2 separate regions of the Anser cygnoides genome follow, and region 1 is linked to region 2. A link is a contact called in public Hi-C data. All regions are on one chromosome and are shown on one strand. The core of a region is the stretch at or near the end of the contact, and the rest is flanking DNA. Distances in the headings are between cores, read along the strand shown.

The links. Hi-C and Micro-C count contacts between places; a contact is called where the count stands out from the background.
Region 1: a Hi-C map of liver shows a contact between it and region 2, with 5 times the contacts expected there. The contact joins the promoter of USE1 here to the promoter of ARRDC2 in region 2. A contact is called at or near these places in 2 of 7 Hi-C or Micro-C datasets (both in liver).

The regions. Positions count from the first base shown.
Region 1 is chr27:2,259,262-2,262,445 of Taihu_goose_T2T_genome, forward strand. It overlaps USE1 (unconventional SNARE in the ER 1), which reads right to left and starts at 1,371. Exons shown (of 8, transcript XM_013195300.3): 1 at 1,203-1,371; 2 at 915-964; 3 at 341-419. The coding sequence starts at 1,304. MYO9B (myosin IXB) reads right to left here. Exons shown (of 41, transcript XM_048077628.2): 40 at 2,994-3,121; 41 at 1,945-2,853. The coding sequence ends at 2,408.
Region 2 is chr27:2,120,487-2,123,723 of Taihu_goose_T2T_genome, forward strand. ARRDC2 (arrestin domain containing 2) reads right to left here and starts at 1,603. Exons shown (of 8, transcript XM_013195265.3): 1 at 1,073-1,603. The coding sequence starts at 1,337. SAXO5 (stabilizer of axonemal microtubules 5) reads right to left here. Exons shown (of 8, transcript XM_066984132.1): 8 at 2,842-3,237. The coding sequence ends at 3,088.

The DNA.
Region 1 (3,184 bases), core at 121-2,620, 140 kb after region 2:
CGTAGCTCTCCAGATCCACACGGTACTGTACAAGAGGGATGAGGCCTAACAGACAGTACCTGCCCCTAGATTTCACATCAAAGAAGCACGGAAGGTACTGGCAAGATGCATTCTATGTTTTTTTGAAAAGTAAGAAAGAAGTTTCAGAATTCATACAATACCCCCTTTTAACAAAATACAATATATTCATACATATTTTATCAGGGAGTACCTGATCAGATTTTAAACAAGTGTTATTTTTGAGATATAAAATAAAAGGAAACATAGAAACAAGCTGACAAGGAGAAAATTAGTGGAGAATACTTTTAAAGTCTTTTCAAGCTGAACTAATATATCTTACCAATTTTTCAGCTTCTAAAAGTCCCTTTAGGAAGTCCACTTTGCGAGAGTATTCATTCAGCAGTTCTGGGGCAGGCTTGCTATTGGAATTGAAAAAAAAAAAAAACAACTATGAGAACCAGTAAGCCTCAGCACTTTCTATTACTTAGGTAACTTTTCAAATAAAACAAAACAGCACATGGTTCTTCAAAGAAGAAATAGCCTCAAGCTGGGAACACTCCTGCAACCCCCCACGAGTCACCTTTTCCAGGGCACTGTGGATGCTGATGGCTCAGGCCACGGCATGCCCAGAGGTGCAAGAACACTGCGTGAGGCCGAGACCTGATGATCTTCGAGGCACCTTCCAACCCAAGCCATTCTATGATTCTATGAAGGAAAGTGTCTGCAACCATGACTGAGCTGCAAAGCTCCTTGAGGTGCTGGATGGTGCCTGCTGCACACACACTATTTCCCCTTAACAGACAGGTATCTCCACAGGGAAGCGTACGTATTCCTGGTGCTTGGGGGTACATTTGGCTTACAGGTAAGAGACCACTGGCAATGCGGGACACTCAGGTCTTCAAAGGGCATCTCACCTGGACTGCTTCTTCAGCTCTCGGAGCATGTCTTCAAGAGCTGTCACATACTGGGGAGAAAAAGGTTTTTAGTTGTCAGCATTAACGAGATACATTCTGCCTGGCAGAGGCTGCAGCACGCCTGAGAGAAAGACTTAAGTTTTAACACTATAAAACACCCGCTACCTCAGTTTATTTCGAGAAGGCGAACCGTGCTGCTGAGGGGAGAGGGGCTCCCGGGCCGCCCGCTTTTCCCGGCCGGTCTCGCCCCGCGGCGCGCTGCCCCTGGACGGCCGGGCCGCGCCTCACCTTCTCCAGCCGCCACTCCTCGGGGTCTCGCCGCTCCGCCGCCAGCGCCTCGCAGCGGCTCAAGAGCCGCATCAGGTTCAGCTCCAGCCGCGTCGCCGCCATGGCGGACCGGGGCCACCGGAAAGCGCCTCAGCGCCGCTCCCCGGAAGGCGGACGCCATTTTAGGGCGGGGCGGGAGGAGGCGCCATCTTAGGGCGGGGCGCGGGGAGGAGCGGCGGGTTGGAAAGATCGCTGAATGTTTCTATTAAAAAATAAAATAAAATAAAATCCCACACCTAAACCAACAAATGCCCCCACGCATCCACACAGGCTGCTGCTGCTCGGACCCAGTGGGGTAGCGTCGATACAGCCTCCGCAGCAGTGCTTTTCCCTCTCAGAGGAGCAGCACCTAGCATCAGGGATTTTGGACAAATTCCACAACAATGTGTACATGGCGCTCAGCTTTAAAGCGTTTTATGCATTAGTGCGCTTCGCCCTGAGGGATTTCACCACACAGATGTTAATTGTGAGGGGCTGAGGCAGCTCTGCACAGCACAAGCTGGGCTGTGCATTTGGTTCAAAGGGCACCAAAATACTTCATGGTGACACCAGTTTTGCCATTAGTGCTTCCCCTGTGTGGAGAGCTTTCCCACCGTGATTTGAAGTGCTGACAAAAAGCAAGTCAAAGCAGTGACTTCCTATCTAATAACTTGTTCACTAAGAAAGGCAGGTACTGGCAAAAGAACATTGATAAACTAACACATATTTTTAAAAAGTGCAATGTATTAATAAAAGTTTTTATACATTTTGGTCTCCGTTAAGGCTATTACAACATTAACCGTTTTGTAAACCACACAAAGTTGTCATAAAAACATACAAAAATCAAGGCAACACACATTGACGCAAAGTCACTGTTGGTCCCATTAGAGTCCATTGTAAGGCAAATGGAAAAAGGCACGGCAGCAGAATCAGGGGACATTTTTTTTCCTGTACACTCAATCCATGTATTTTACTCAAGGTAAGTTTTATGTTCTACTTCCTTGCAGGGTTTTAATTTAAAGTGAAGCATATTTCTTTTAAACAACCTTGCTTAACCCTTACAGTACTGTATGTTTCCAGGCTGTCTCCCCAGCAGCCACTTAAAAGAACATGAAAAGTCCACAGCCTCCAAAGGGTTAAAAACAAAGCTGCAGTCAACTTTTGAAAATCCAGACAGCTTAAGTATTTCATTCATCTGTACAGGGAATGTGGGAGTAAGGGTCCGAAAACCTCCGTTTTACTTTTGCTGTTGGTTCATATTCATCTAAAAGTTCCTGAGCGTGGGCCACTGCAGACCCTTGTGCAATGTATACAGAGTGGATTTTATCAGTTCGCCTTGCTGGCTGCTCCCTTCGTTTCACCACTATTTGAGACTCTTCATTAGCTGAAATCCTTCCCTGAGATTCTATACATTTGAAAATCCCAGGAGGAAGCTTTATATTTGCTGTTGGCATCACTGGAGTTCGACGGGGCACTTTAATCTTGGACAGCGTTAAAGATAGTCTGCGTCTTGAAGCCAGGGATGCAGAGGAAGAGCTTGAATAGGTTTGCAAAAGAGAAGGCACTTTGCAAATGTCTTTGGCAGGCATATTGGAGCTCTGAGCACGGCAGTGTAATCCAGAAAGTGTAATTCCTTTAAAGAAAAAATACACTGAAAGCATGAAAGTGTAATTCGATATAAGCAGCTGTGACCAGATAACATCTGGTCACCTGGCTGGCTGTATGCAGTGAAATATGTAGAATAAAAAAAGCACACACTACCTTAATACTGACCTTCGGTATCCATCCGTCCTGTTCTCTCCTCTAGCAGGCTCTCTGTGCTTGCTGAGGTCTCAGAGTCTACATTTTCCTCATCAGAGCCTCGCTGATCAAGCTCAGGTAACCGATAAGTTATATCTTCCCTACATCAAAAGAGAGAGCATAGCACTCTAGAAACATCTCTGATATAAGCAAATTTAAGCAGT
Region 2 (3,237 bases), core at 353-2,852:
CAGTCCTAGCAGCAGAATGCAAACACGCTCGCGGCAGCTCGTGACTGCTCTACAGACATTCACTGCAGGGATAATGGGGAATAAAACTCACCCTATACCCTTACAGCTAACGCAGCCACCATCCAAACAGTGTGATGACCACTCAGGATCTTCTCCACTGGAGTTCGGGGCGCGGGCTTCTCCCACATCCTTAAGTGTCATCAGGCCGCTTAACACACTTGCAGCTGCCAAGGGGCCATCCTTAGGCACAGCACAGAAGAGCCGCTGCCAAAAAGACAGAAACTCTGGAGTAATGCAGGTGTTTGGAGCAGGTGGCAAGGTACAGTCGTCCAGAAAAAGAGAATATGGCCCTACAGTGCAGTCTAGGGACAAAAACACCTCCAGAGCAGCAGCTGCCATCACTCCTGCAAGCTCTGCGTTTGCCAGCTGGGCCCTTGGCCGCCAGCAAAACTCCATGCCCTCAGTACGTAGTATTAGGCACCCTAATACACCAAGCAGGACGGGCAATAAGATGGCATCGGAAAGGGGCGGAGGGGAAGCACAGAGCCACGGCTGTAATGATATCACTGTGGGGGAGGATAAAAGACAAGCACTTTCATAAGGCAGAGTTAACGAGCGGATGGACAGCTGCGATGTCCCGTATCCCTTGGCTCTGGATCATTTCATCCCAACCAGGCAAATAATTCAAGTGGCTTGTCCTCATGCAGTAGATCCAAGCAACATGCCAGCTGGGCATGTGGTTCCAGCATCAGAAAACTGGAAACAAATATTTACTGAACTACTAAGTGCTCTTTCCACACTTGTGAACAGACACTTCTATTTGCACTTCCCTGTGCAAACAGAACAAAAGCCACAACCCTTTCATGCTCACCAGCCCCGAGTTTGCAGGCGACCTCCCAGAAACCAGCAGCAAAGAAACCCTTGGCAGAGGCCGAGAGGGATGCTGCTGCTTGCAGGTGGCACCAACCTTCACGAGGAGGGTGGAGACCTGCCCAGAGAGGGTGCCTGCAGCCCATGGAGGTCCCAACCCAACACCCCGTAGCACACAGCCACCCTCGAGCCCCAGCCTTACCGGGGATGAGCTGGCAGCGGCGGTACAGGAAGGTCTGGAAGGCTGTGTAATCGTGGTAGACGGTGTTGAGCCCCACGCTGTGGCTCTCCAGCCAGTGCACGGAAGCGCGCCCGCGAGCGCACACCTCCAGCGCCCGTAGCCGCAGCGCGCCGCGCAGCTCCAGCCGCACGCGGCCGTGCAGCAGCTCCCCGCTGCCGTAGGCACCCCACACTCGCCCGTCCTCCAGCTCCACCGCCAAGCTCCGCACACGCCTGAGGGGCTGCATCGCTGCTGCCCCTGATTATCCGGGCAGTTCTGGGAGGCAGGCTGGTCCCCACTTTGGGCAAGCGGGACAGGCACCTGTGCGGCCCTCCAGGGAAAGGAAGAAAGAGCAAAGGCTGCCCCGAAATCCTTATTTATCCCTGCCCCTAAGCGGCCCGGCCCTCCAGGCCTAGCTCTCCCAAGGTTGGACTGAGACCCCGTTACATGGTGACGCTTTAGTGCTGACCCCGTGCGTGAGGCTGGTGCAGCGCCGAGGAGGGGGCCGTGGAGGCGAGTGACGCGTTTTTAAGCCGAAGGAGAAATAACGTCACGTTGTCTTATCTCTGAGTCACAGGCGCTGTTGATGTGCCACTGGTACGTGCTGGTGGCTCCGTCCGCAGGGAGCTGTCACGCACCGCCAGCCGTGCTGGCAGGTTTCATGTCACTGGGGGAAGCACAGAAAGGCTGTTTGGCCTTCCCAAATTCAGGCATTCCTGAAGCATTTCTGGAAGTGGATGGAGAGGGGTTTAGAAAGCCAAGACCCTTATCCCAAAAGCCAGCTTTGCTTTCTCTGTCTGAAATTGCATCAAAATCCATGTGGAAAAAAAAGTAAACAACCTCAGGGTCCTCCCAGCAGCAGCTCCCCAGCCAGCTGGTACCACCAAAAGGCTGATGTTCACCATTTAACAACCCCAGTGACCCACAGCTGTTCCTGCAGCAGTGCAACAGGTGGCAATGCCACCTCAGGGTCACATAAAAGCTATGGGGCAGACCCGTAGCATGTGCAAGTCCCTGTTACTACACCAAGTGACGCAATCCAGGCGTTTGAATCGAGGTGTTTGCAACCTACCAGTGTAAGACACCGATGTGAGGTGCCTGTGGGAATTTGCAAGGCTTGAGCGTGCAGCTTCTTTGAAGTACGTGTGGAGCACAGAACGTCCCTTTCCCAAGAGATGCAGAGTCAGATCCCAAAAGGAAAGCACAAGGGGTTTGTGGGCCCAGCCCCTGTTTACGTAGAGAACGCAGCGATTGGAAGTGATTTAGTAACGCCTGCTCAAATGCTTTGGTGTTGGTTTGCAGCACACATGAATCAAGTCTGTCCGCATCAAAAGGCCACGAAGAGCTTGTGAAGTGGCAGCTGTGACAAGGCACCAGCTGACCCTGCTCGCTTGGCCTCCCAGGGGAGGGAGCTGACCGCCCCACACGGATCCCGCTTCAAAATATCTACAGCCCAAACAGAGTTAGTGCAAGCTCAGCATTCAGGAAATCCACGTGAGCTATCAGCTCAACAAAAATACACTGCTCGTCGCTAGGAAAACAGCCCACTCATCATAAGCTGGGGAGGGCTACCTCTCTGTCCTACTGTTCACTGGCCTTTGGTTTCAGGCCTTGACACCAAAATCTAAACAGATAACAAGGGAAGATTCCAGCCCACATGCAGCCCTGACAGTGCCTCTCACTTTGCCTCTGATCTCTTGCCCTTCCTCTGAGCTTCCCCTACCCCACCTGCTCCCTCCTGCCCCAGCACCCGCCCGGAGGCACTCTGCGGGTCTTGCAACCCACAGAAATGTGTCACCCATGTCTTTGGGCTGATCCCCAGATGTTTATTCTTGTTGTCACAACACCTTGTGTCCTCATTCAACTCTTGAAATAAATGTTACCTGTAATAACACACAGATGGGCCAAAAGCAGGGCACCAGAAGAGCTAGGTAAAACAACACAGAGGCAGTCGATGGTGCAGGAAGTCCTGGGCAGTCAGCGAGAAAGGGGGAACGTCACGGTGCAAAGACCACCTTCCTCCGGGGGCAGTATCCTTTCAGGGTCCCCAGTGGGACGCGGCTCACTTGGGAGTCTCCCGTCTGGATTTCTGCTGGGCCTCTGGCCTTAGGTGTGAACGCATCCTTCTGCTCTGTGCTGAAGAGCTC